Regions from separate parts of the Drosophila melanogaster genome. Here region 1 is linked to region 2. A link is a contact called in public Hi-C data. All regions are on one chromosome and are shown on one strand. The core of a region is the stretch at or near the end of the contact, and the rest is flanking DNA. Distances in the headings are between cores, read along the strand shown. Region 1 holds the start of DNaseII (Deoxyribonuclease II). Region 2 holds the start of cpo (couch potato).

Region 1 (6,176 bases), core at 571-3,070, 100 kb before region 2:
TTTGTATAAATAATACCTCTTTTCAACATCTTTCAATTTTCTTATGCATTAAATGTAATGCAAAAATGGTGTTTATTTAATTGTTGACGCAACTTTACAAATAGTCTTAGTTAGTTCAGATTCTATTCCTGTTGGGCGCACTTGTCGTAGTTGGTGACCAGTTGGCGGTACAGATTGGATACCCTGGCGCTCTTGTGGCACACGGTTCCACCACCACGATGCAACTGACCTTCTTGCCGGTTGATGTCGCCCACACAAATCCAATCTCCGCCGCCAACTCGCCAATGGTAGATCAAAATGCCTGTGGGACGAGATACCGCCCACTTGGAGTGATCTTGTGTGGTCTTAAAGTCCACCGATAGCTCCGGATTGGAAATGGATTCCACATTGAGAACCTTATCGGACTTATCGCAGCTATTCGGTAAGTTGCCGGCACCGTCGCGCCACGCCTCCACAAAAAGACTGACATCCAGAGTGGGTGCGACCACATCGGCGTACAGCTCCACATTGGCGCGTCCACTCTTGCCAAACAGCCGGAACTTCTTGCCGTCCAAGCTGCGCACCTCCAAGTCCTTCTGGAACGGTGATTCCGTCCGCCACTGACCATGCAGAGCCCTTTCCAGGCTCGGGAACAGCTCATCGGAGCGAGTGGCCAGCGGGTTGCGTTGATAGTAGAAGTGCGGTTCATTGTACACCAGAATCTGACCAACCTTCTCCAAATCCTCGCCCTTCAGTGTGACGCAGAGCATGCTCTGTGCGTACTGCTCGCCGGATGTGGGATAGCTGTAGTCCGGAATTGTTGGAAATTTGGGCACCGAGTGGACAATCCAAATAGCCGTCTCCCCATCACTGGCCACCACTCCTTTGGCATGACCACCGCTGCTGAAAACCGTGCCATTCGGCTGTTGATCGTTGTAGGCGGCCAGCAGAGTGTGGCTGGGATCGTCGTTCAAGGGGTTAAGGGTCTGGGCAGGCAGCGATAGGGGATCACTAATGAACTTTCCCGACATCTGCCAGGTGTCATAGTTCTGGCTGGTCACGTACAGGTACTTCAAGCCACTGGTGTCCTTGCCCAAATCGTTGTGCTGGTAGTGCTTGGGCAGTTTGTAAAGGTGCCACCTAAAATTATAAAGGAATATTTGAAAAAAAATTATTAAATAAATTAAAAACATGTTTATCTCATCGAGAAAACCCCTCAATCTTTGGAAATTTGTTTTTAAGATATTAAAAAAAAAAAATAATTACCATTTAATCTATTTTTGGAAATGGAAAAGTATTAAAAATGATGTTATTGTTATCAAATTGATTAAGTTTGTTTGTAGCAAACAACTTTGATTTAAATCTCTCATTTTAGGAAACAAAATAACACACTAATTACTTTTTAATTTCTTGTCACACAGTATTGTACAATTATTATCAATTTTTCCGCTTGAACTTGAACTCATCATATTCAATTTGTTTATCGCCTCTTTTAGAATAATCTCAATACAGCAGTGTATATAAATAACTAAAATACGTTGTGTTTGCAAATTGTTAATGATATGCAAACAGCGACTGCAGATAAATGAAAAAGTATGTGAAAGGCCAATATTTATAAGTAACTTTTCTAATAAGCACATTTAGTAATGTTTTAAGAACTAAACTATTTATTGTTTGATCTGTTAATCGAAATACTTACCAATCTACATCGTTTCCAGCTTCATCCTTACAGGAAACCTTAGACTTAGCTTCGTTTTGGTAGAAAAACCAAACGAACAGCAAAACGAAGCACAGAGATCGCATTGTACAACCTTCAAGTTGCTCGGCCGGAAAACAACTAAATAAGTGTCAGTGAATCCAATCCAATCAACGGCTGTGCTCATACAGGGTGTCTCAGTCGCAAATTGAAATCCATCTTAATCTTTTTCGATTTCTTCACCAGGTAAAAACGCTTGAATCGAGTGAAAACTGAGATCCTTGCTGTTTGTCTGTTTTATCTAAAAGTTGGATTTGTAAATATTTGGTCGTGTTTGGGTTTTTAACACAGCCTATCGCCACGTTGTCTGCTATCTGAGGGGTCAGCCACTTATTGCAAAAGATCAGTCGAACAGAGAGGTCGCTGATAAGCCAAGCGCACTAAATGCGGCTACAACGAATATATTATACTCTACTAAATATGTTTGACTTCATTTTTATGGATATTATAAGAAACTACTAAGAATCTTGTCCAATCTGTAACATATTATAAATACTTACCCATTTCACCATCATCACATAAACATCCCATTCATCCCACTGGCGGTGAAAAGAACTCCACTTCTTTACAATTACACAAAACAATTGTTAAAGTTTTTATTTATTATTCGTATTGTATTATTATAATTTGTCGCCTGCTGAAAACTGCAATTTGTTGCTCTTTTCCCCGTTTGCATTGCAGGGCATATCGTTTGTGCTTTCCTCCTCGATCGTGATCGCATGAAAATATTATCGTTATCAAATTGTATAATTTGTCTTGCGGGCGGGCGAGCCCATCTGCTAATATTGAATTATATTGGAAATAAACTGTCTGGTAAATTAATTGAATTCAACTTCGTTAGTTCTTATCGCTGGTGGCTGTCTGTGAAAAAATGGTTCACCTTTCATTCTGTTTCGAATTTCCTCTGATCTGCTTTGATCCGATCTGATATGATATTATCAGATGATATTATGTTTTTTTTTCTTTTTGTTTTGCCAATCGGTTGGTATTGCCATTTAGATTTATATTTAACTTAGGTGTACCGATTTGTTATGTCATTTCTTTGGTTTCGTATGCAACAATACATTTAAACTCACAATACAATATTTTCGCTAAATATTTTTTATGTATTTTTTTTTTTTGTATCAATTTTTTCATAGTTGTTAATAATTTATTAATATTTTGTATGGTTTTTCATTTTTTTGGTTTTTCAAATATATATATAAAGAACAAGGCTGATATTTATATTTATATATATATATATACGAGTTTTGTTTCTGTTTTATGTAAGTTTTATAATAATATTTAGCTATACGTTTTGGTTTTCATTTGCTTGAAAAATCAATTTGTTTTTTACAATATTAGCAAAGATCTTTATTCGATTTGAAAAAAGAAGGTCGTACTTGGTTTCGCGAAAATGTTAAATAAATGAGCCTCAAAATAGACAAATACTTGCCATTTCTTGTATTTTTTTTTTTTTACTTTTAATATCTCAATTAATATTAATCATTATTTTCGTATTATTTACGGATAAAAGTAGACTCAACTGTTGAGTTATGCAAATAAAATTGCATTTCCCGTTAGACTTTCGGCATATTTAATAATTTTATCATTCTCCTTCTTTGTTATTTTTGAAATTTGCTGCGCCTAATTTGCGCCTGCTTTTCATTAATATATATATATATATATATATATATATATAGTGTATATATATGTGTATATATAGTTTTAATCGGGCACGAGTTTGATATGTTTTGACTTGTGTTATCTTCATTTATCTGCCGGTATTTCGATACCTTTCTCTGCCTTGATATTTTCAATATTCAATATCAGTTACCTTTCCTACTTAACCCTCTAAAGATACTATACATATGTCTGTCTGTATAAGATATAGATATGCATAGTATTTAAGTATTACAAATATACAGCGATTTTCTCAGACCTACCAGGTTGAGTACAATGCCATTCTAGTTGACTCTCCCGCAAATGACTCAAAACTTGAAATGGGGAGAGCGATGCATATATGTGGTATTAATATATGTAATTGTATAGTTGGTTTTAATTTTCTTGCAAAAATTGTCACTAATTCAAAATTCGTTTCTTCAAAGGTTTATCGCTTGGTTGTGTGAGATTTGGAACTGAGTGAAACAATAATGGGTTTGTTTAACGAACAAAATATAAAGTTTTATTATGCGTAATTAATACCGTCAATTGAAAAGTTCTAAGTTAAGGCTACACAAATGATATAAGTATATTTATATAAGGGTTTATCATAGAGGTATACCATACATATACATATAAATTACTTAGAAATTAGTATTAAATTGTTGGTAATTTAAATTTTTAGTTTTATTTTTTTTTTTAGGCAAACATAAGGCAATTTCGGAGGCAACTTAAACTAAATAGAAATCAATCAATCAAAGATTTTCGATACACAAATTATAGCCGTACAATAAATACAATAGAGTAGGATATATACTGTTACTGATTTTTATCGTTATTTTTACTGTTACTTTTACTGTCTTGCTATTACTGCTGCCACATATGTATTTAGATATGACATTACTAGGTAAGCATATAGCTAGGCATTATGTAAGTAGTTCCGTAATCTATTACTAAGCTTTCAATCAGTTATGCTTGCTTCCCCCTTAATTTTTTTTTTTTGGTAACTGCTTTCTGCCTTTTTGCGCTTACAATGTTTAAAAATTTAAAAACCACATCAAAACATATCGGTTTTATGTTCCTTAATAATGTTGCTTGTAAAAGTTTTCTTCTTTATCCGTTTTGCTGATATGTATTTGTTATTTTTTCCATCATTTGTAATTATTATTAGGTTTTCGTTTTGTTTCAAAAATGTTTTAATATATGCGTATGTATATATTCATATAATGTTCCCATAATTCATATTGTTTAGTTTAGTTTTTCTGTCATTCATTTTAGCATTCTCTAGTTTATCCCTAACGAGCTAGGTTTTCATCTTCTGTTGTGTTTTCGAGATATTCCCAATTTTTAGTTTAATATTTGCATGCTGCAGATATGTAAAATCTGGATGTATATAGAGCTATGAAATTTAGCTTAAAGAATGTTTGGAAATCAAGCCTCAAAATGGTTTTTTTTTCTATTTGGGGGTGGGGACTGAACAACCTTGCCAACGCGCTGGTTTTCCCTCTTCTTATCGCTTACTATCTTCAATGAAAATTGCACAAGATTTTCCCAGATGCACACACGCACACACACGCACACACACTTTTGCACACTCACACACTTATGCGTACTTCCATTGCTTTTGTTGCATACTTTTGGGCTCGTCGACCACACTTAGGCGCTAAAAATTAATTTCGAAAATATTTGTTTCGTACTTTAGCATCTATCGATTTTTGTTTCGTTATTTATGCTTATTTATAGTTGTAAATATTTTTGTTTTCCATCGTCGGGCATTTTGTTTTTCTTAATTGTTTTGAAAGGCGCAATTTAATGATATGCATTAGTATATTATGTATAATTAAACATTTTTCCTTGCTTACACGCTAAAACTTTAACTAATTTACTTGTCTTTGTGGTGAGCGTGTGCGTGCGTGTGTGTGTGTGTGTGTATGTTAGGATTACAGACTTATATGTAGACCTCTGTTCTTAACTCCGAATGATGATGCCTCTTAAACCAACGCGATGCTGGCGAAGAGATGATGTTTTTTTTTTTTTTTGGGCAAGAGGAAAGCACGAAATGTAATTGGACGGAATATGCATTTTACATTCGACTAAAGTTAGACGGGGAAATAATGTAATTAAATATTTAAAGAAAATTTGTATGGAAAAAGGGCTAAAACAGTACCAATTAGTAAATGTTTCTCTTTTTGTTTCATATTTCCTTCTAACAACTGTGGTTTTTGTTTCAAATATGCCTTTGGTATGTCTAGTCACGTTTACACTAAACTAAGCTTTAAAAAACGTTTAAAATTAGTTGATTTACTCGTGGGTTCCTTCTGTTTTTGTTTAACAAATTGTGTGTGAATTGGTTAACATAACTTGTTTAATTAGTAAGGACAACTTTGGTAAAAATGTAAGATTTTATCCGTATATATATATATACTTATATTGGTTTAAACAAGGCTGAACGAACTCTTTCGAAAACCATTCGAAAATTATGATGTAAAAAGCTTGCTTACAATTTGTTTTCGTATTTAACTATATATAGTTGTTAGCCTTTAAGCTTTACATTGTTTTTATAATAATTAATTATAGTTGGTTTCTGCTGTTCTGCTGCTCTTGCATTTAGTTACAATAGAATTTGTCGCTTTTTGTAGTCACACATACATGCTCGACTTATGCTTTGCTACGTAAGATGATATGCCATTGATTTTATTTACTCGTCCTTGTTTGCTGTTACCTCTTAAGCACTCTCCCCACCCTCACACGGTATCCGATATTCGATACCTACGCATACGATCTCGTTCTGCGACCTCCC
Region 2 (6,132 bases), core at 2,006-4,505:
TCGTAGCTGCAGAGTTTTTAAGACGAAAGTTGAAGAACTTACATGTAAAATATGAAATGCTATTGAATCTCCAATATATTTTTATTTAATACATACGAATGTGAACTTTAAGCCAAATGAATTGCTGCACAAATGGCGAGCTTCTCCCTTTCATTAACACCTCCTTTCATAAAAAGCCACTTTAAAGGGCGTATTTATTACATAGTTGACTGAGGATGAGCTCAGTGTAATTATGATATCCAAGGCTACTGGGAGAGTGTCCTTTCATGTTCCCAGCGCCACTTTGTTGCTGCTGCCGTTCAGCATTTCCCGAAGCTCATTTTTGCACTCATTAGGTGCTGGCGCCCGAAAGTGTGCAGCGCAAGGGGGATTCGGCCAGAACTGGCCAGTGGAGATGGAAGGCCAGGCCAAGAAGAAAATGGCAAAAAGTGAGTGCGGGGAAAATGGGAAAGTGCGCGCGAAATGGCGAAAAGTCAGCAGATGCTACTGGCCGCTGGCTGATGGAGAGCTCTGGATGCCGGCAAGATGAATTTTTGATGCCCCAAAGTGAGCCAGCTGCAGCGAGAGCGGCCTTAAAGTGGCCACAGCTCTAATGGCCAAAAGGTGAGCCAACTGAAACTCCAGTTCTCGGCCAGTTGGAGCATTTTTTTTAATCGCTTCGTTATTCCGCCGTGGGGTGCAGTTGTTCCTGCAAGGCCAAAACCAAACCGTTGCCAGCCGCGATAATTGAAAATTAAATTTAATTTTATGCCCAAAGTTAAACATTTGCTCAGTCGCGGAGAAATAACACGCATACGCACTGTATTCCCTGGCTCGCGGCTTCATCATCGTAGGTGTCCTGCTGCCTGCCTGTGCGTCGTGTGCTTAGTCCCTTTTGCATCGTGTGAACCGGCACAATTGTTGCGGATTTTCACAAGCGATAATCATAAAAATGAAAATTTTAATAGCGCGCGTGGAGACGAAGGAGAAAATCCCCTCTCTCTCTCTCTCACTCCTTCCACACACACTCGCTTTTCCACCGCCTCTTGCGTGTGTGTCGGTTGATTTTTCTAGCTGTTTACCTACACACGCACACATGCACACACACACATGGCCGCCTATTGATTTTGTCCCGTATGTTGGTGCTTGCAGATGTTTGTGGCATGATCCTAGGCGCTGCAGCAACAAATTTCACTTCGACAGGCTCATTATGGTTTAGCGAAACACGAATACCCTCCAGACCCATTGGCGCATAAAATGTTGGGGTCCCGAACGGTTTTATTTTTGGGCTGTTTTGTGGATTACCTAAGCTCACACGCTTAGGGCTAAAAGTTTATGATTGCTTTCGGCGTATGGAAATACATCTGGTGGGGAGGCGGCTCGCCAAAACCACAAAAGCATTCTCGGATTTGATTTTCTAATTAAGAGCCCTTTGACGTAAAGAGAGAATGTCAATTAGTGTAGGCCAATTTTCACCACAACGTTACCGTTGACTAATGCACGGAAACATCATAGCAAAATGTTATATTCTGTTTCTAATTAATATTAATATATCGTTTCAGATGACACAATCCTTTACGTTTATTCCACAGAAGCCCACCATTTTCAGTTAATGGTTTCATTATTGTGAAAACTTACCTTTTAAGAACTTTAGTTATTTTTCAATCCGTCGTCTGGAATTCAATGAAGTCTTCTCGTCATTTGCAATTGGTCCGCTTGATAAAGTAATTAATATTTTCGCGTAGCATTCATAAACACGCAGTCTAATTTAATTGATATGTTTTCTAGTCGTTATAGTTTTAGACTTTTGCTGAGGCTTCCTCAATGATATGTGACAATATTGTTGTATGTATATATCTCTCTCTTGTTATATTCGAGACAACTAATGTAAAACTTCTAACAAAAATTACTGTTCTTTTGGATTTTCTAAGGTAACTAGATCTTAGATAATTGTAAATTTAATATTTATATTTGCTCTTTGCAAGAGCTTTGATATGTATGCGATAATTTGCACAACTCTCCTTAGGCTAGTTCATTTGTTTTGTTTTTTATTTTGTTGATAAGATAAAAAAGCTTGATTAGGGATTCAGCAAGCTTTTTAGGCGTTTTACATGATATGTTTACGTTTCCATTCGTAGATTTTTTTAATTTCTTGAATTACATTTCTTTTAAATGTGCTAATTTAATATACTTTTCATATTTCACCTTTTGGCATTAAACGATTTACATGATATGTATGGTTATCGCATTGGTTTCTATTCTTTTAAGACAATAAAATATCGTTTTGGTTTTTAGGTAATTGCTGGAATTATTTAGCTGCTTGTCTCAGCTTTTTTTGTTGTTGTATATTTAGTTATTTAATATTTTCTATAGACTATAGAATGATATGTGTTGATATGAGTCTTTTCTTTTAAGTTACATTTCTAAAATATATTTATCGTGCGTTTTTTTTTTATTTTGTCAGCATTCTCTTAAGGGCTTAACTTTTGTTTATAAATTTTCCATCCACTGTGAATGTCTTCCACAAAATTGCGATGTTGTCTCTTGGACTTTCTCTTCCGACTCTGGCTCTCTTTCGCAGTAATGGCTGCTTTCTCTTACTCCTCGAGCCCCCTTTCTCCAACTCCGCGACCTCCTCCGCGCTTTCTTCCTCTCGCTCTCTTTTTGCCCACGCTCCTTCTCCACCCCCTTCTCTTTGCTTTCACAGGCGGCAACGGCAGCGGCAGTTTCTCTATGTATTCGTTTTTTTTTCCTGCCGTTGTATTTCAGTAACTTTTTCCGATTCCGCTTTGGGCCCGCATTCGCTTTCACCGAAAAAAACCGTAGGCGAACAAACAACAACAACTCGGGTTGGAAATTATTTATTCAAGTCAATTAAGTTTTTATGCCCGGGAATTTGTCGATTTTCGGTAATTATCTCTGGCGCAGATTGGGTTAATCCGTATATCCTGGAAGATATATGTAGATAGATATATCCTCTTTGCCGCTGCCGTTGGACGGCCCACACCCGTAAAAATAGCAAAGCAATGGAAATTATACAATCACTGGCTGCGAATTCGAAACAATAAATTTTTGGTGGCACTCGCGTTTCGAAGAATTTCTCGATTTGGCTTCGGAATAAGTTGGCTGCGCCCTGCGGGGTATGCAGCGTTTTATTTATCGCACAATTTCAGATATTGGTCTCAATTTGGCTATATTTTTCGGGGTTTTCACTATATATATCGCTGGCCTCTGTGTTCGCTGCGTGTGACTGAGTCGGAGTGTTTTCGTTTACTCAGGAGCCAGCGCAGGATGCGTGCGATGCCAGGCCATGAATTTTTCATCATCGGGCATCCTTATTAGAGATTTTCGCCCCATCTCGTTGAGATTGCTGCGCGCAGATCCAAAAAGCATCCAAGAGAGCGTAGAAAAGAGCGAACGGAAGTCCTGCGAGAGCGCCCACACACACGCACACATTTGTTATTAAGTGCTTGTTGTGGGTGGTGCATCTCCTTAATATTAACCCCCCGCCTGAAATAAAATTCTCAATTTTCCCTGGCCCTTGCATTTCGTTCAAGGCCCATCATAATCTCATTCAGGTATTTTTCCTGAATTTTTTCCTTGCTTTTTCGGGGGTTGTTTGGCTGTCTTCCATTTGGTGGGGGTCCGTGTTTTACGGCAAGGGGCGGCTTTTTGGGGGTGGCTTTATCTTTATCTGTTTGTTTTTCGCTCTCTTGTCGCTTATATAGCTTTCACATTGTCTGCCTTAATGGTCTTGTCACTTTGACATATCCCGTAGAAGAGCGAAAGATAGAAAGCGTATTAATTCTGCGCAGGTTTTTAGAGAAGACGAAAGGCGTACTTTGGTACAATGGTAGCTGAATCGGCTAAATTTATGACTATTTCCGGTGGTTGCCTTGGCTAATACAGCGAAGTTTCTAATTCGCCGCACAATTGAATTGTAGTGGCGCGCCGGCAGGTGTCGCTTTAGTTGTAGATGTAGATTTTCAAAAATATGTATATTTTTCTATTAAAATAAATACGTATTAAAATCATTGTTGTAAAATAAATTTAAAGAATTTTTTTTTAATTTCAATTAAATCACATACTTTTTTTTAATTAAATTTATATGACAGAGGTAGAAGTTTTTTAAAAACACCCTTTCGAACAAATATGCATTTTGTTTGTGATGTAGCACAATATTTTGTTATGATAACCAATGCCTTAAGTAATTATAATTTTTTTTTAAAATATGTTATAATTCAACTTAAATTTAAATTTGTGCTCATCCAAAACCAGGCAGTCTTTAATTGCCTGTGCAAATAGACCTAATTTCCATAGCTTTCACCAGGCAACAAAAATAACAAAATCAGCCATAACGATTGTTTGACAAACAATAATAGAAAAATCAAAATACATCAGGTTTATATGTGTACACTTATATAAACAGCCTGATTACGCAGTTGAGCTTGCAAACAATAAATTAAATTACACCATAATACGTTTGTGGGCTTTCACTTGTATTTGAAGTGCTTTTATTCACGTGCAGCTTGAAATCAACTAAAGTTAACTCTTAGAAATTGTAAAGCATCTCTTCCTTGTAATTACCTTACAACACAGCATTCGCTGGCCCCAAGAAATTCTTGTCAAAAACTTCCTTCGAGAAAGCCCCCTTTGCAGTCTCTCTCTCTCTCTCTTTAATTGCGCATTTCGACTTTTCTTGGATGACATCTGTTGGCCTTCCTGCCCTGCGTCCTAGCCCAAGTATGTTTTCTTCTTGTTTTTTCTTTTTTTTTTTTGGTTAAAATGAAAATCAATAAAAAGCTCAATGACGTCAGCCGCCCAGACACACACACAAACGCACACACACGCACACTTACAAAGTAAGCGGCAACATCGGAAAATGCTGGCGGCCAAATACAGCTCCTGGCACTCCCAGACTCCACCTGCCACTCCCCCCGCCCACGTAGCTTGCTCTCATCTCCGCCGGAAATCCAATCGCTCCCCTTCGTGTGCCAGTGTGTGTGTGTGCCGGCGACTGTGCGAGTGTTGCGGGTGTGCGAGTGTTGCGAGCCGAAGACACTGCACGTGAGCAGGCTATCAGCAATGGAATAAGAGTTTCGACAGCCAGAAACGCGTTTATCTTTCTGTTTTCAGCTGTCATACGCTGAGAACAAATTTGTAGTTGAATTAAGACAAACTAAAGTAATATTCTATTAATTAAATGGTTTTTAGTATTATAATAAAAATATTTTTAATTTGTACCTAGATCAATTCCCAAACTAAAACTATTGTTATATGGGACTTTGATAGTTAAACTACAAATAAGATACTGCAGATATTTGTTCGATATATTTAATAACTATGCATTGATTCGTATGCATATTAGTAATATTACTTATTTATTTCTCTGTAACTCTGCCAAAGGCATCCAAAGTAAAGGAAATGCACTGGTGAAGGAAGGCTGGCCTGGAGTGGCTGTGACAATTTACGCCAAATCTCATGATGGCTGCGATAAGCTGACAGATAAAAGCGATAACAGCGACGACAACTCAAGCCAATTGAGAAATATGCAACAGAAGTGTACAAATTTTTGTGGGCTTTGAGTGTTGGATATTTTTGACAAGCACGTGATGTGTTAAGGTCAAAAGTTGGGCATCCAAAAATAGATTTGGCTCAAATGGATTTAAAGCAGATCTAAGCAAGCGAAATCATTTTAAAGGAAATTGCTAAAGTTTTAGAAGAAATAAATATAAATGAAATTACAACTAAGTATAAGTATATATAATGATTTCTAGCATAAAAACTATAATATATTTCTGTATTTCGCAGCTTGTTAACCTATTCAAGTTTATTGCAATTTTAAGCTCGATTGAGCTGCCAAATCTTTTCAATAATATTCGCTGAGAAGGGATCATTTCCCTGCCCCTCGAAGTATGCAATAAAGAGCGATTCGTTCCAAATTGGCGCTGCTGCTGCAAGAACATCCCCAAATGCAATGAAAAACTGTTTTTCTTTTCTTTTTTTTTTTGGCAACAGCAAGCAAGGGGAGGAAGTGAACAGTGAACATATTTCCATAAACACACACGCCCCCCATTGGATGAGGAGTTGAATTTTATGAATATGCAACACGATGTTGTTGCTTAATGTTTGCGCAAAACAACCATATGAGCA

What was found. A called contact is a pair of places that touch in the nucleus more often than the background predicts.
Region 1: a Hi-C map of the Kc167 cell line shows a contact between it and region 2, with 2.1 times the contacts expected there. The contact joins the promoter of DNaseII here to the promoter of cpo in region 2. A contact is called at or near these places in 14 of 107 Hi-C or Micro-C datasets (the Kc167 cell line, the PNm cell line, the S2 cell line and 6 more).

Annotation. Positions count from the first base shown.
Region 1 is chr3R:18,015,019-18,021,194 of dm6, reverse strand. DNaseII (Deoxyribonuclease II) reads right to left here and starts at 1,820. Exons shown (of 2, transcript NM_142415.3): 1 at 1,679-1,820; 2 at 34-1,119. The coding sequence starts at 1,782. The coding sequence ends at 123. It overlaps cpo (couch potato), which reads right to left. Exons shown (of 11, transcript NM_001014631.3): 11 at 2,303-6,176.
Region 2 is chr3R:17,916,955-17,923,086 of dm6, reverse strand. cpo (couch potato) reads right to left here and starts at 3,255. Exons shown (of 11, transcript NM_001014631.3): 1 at 1,618-3,255.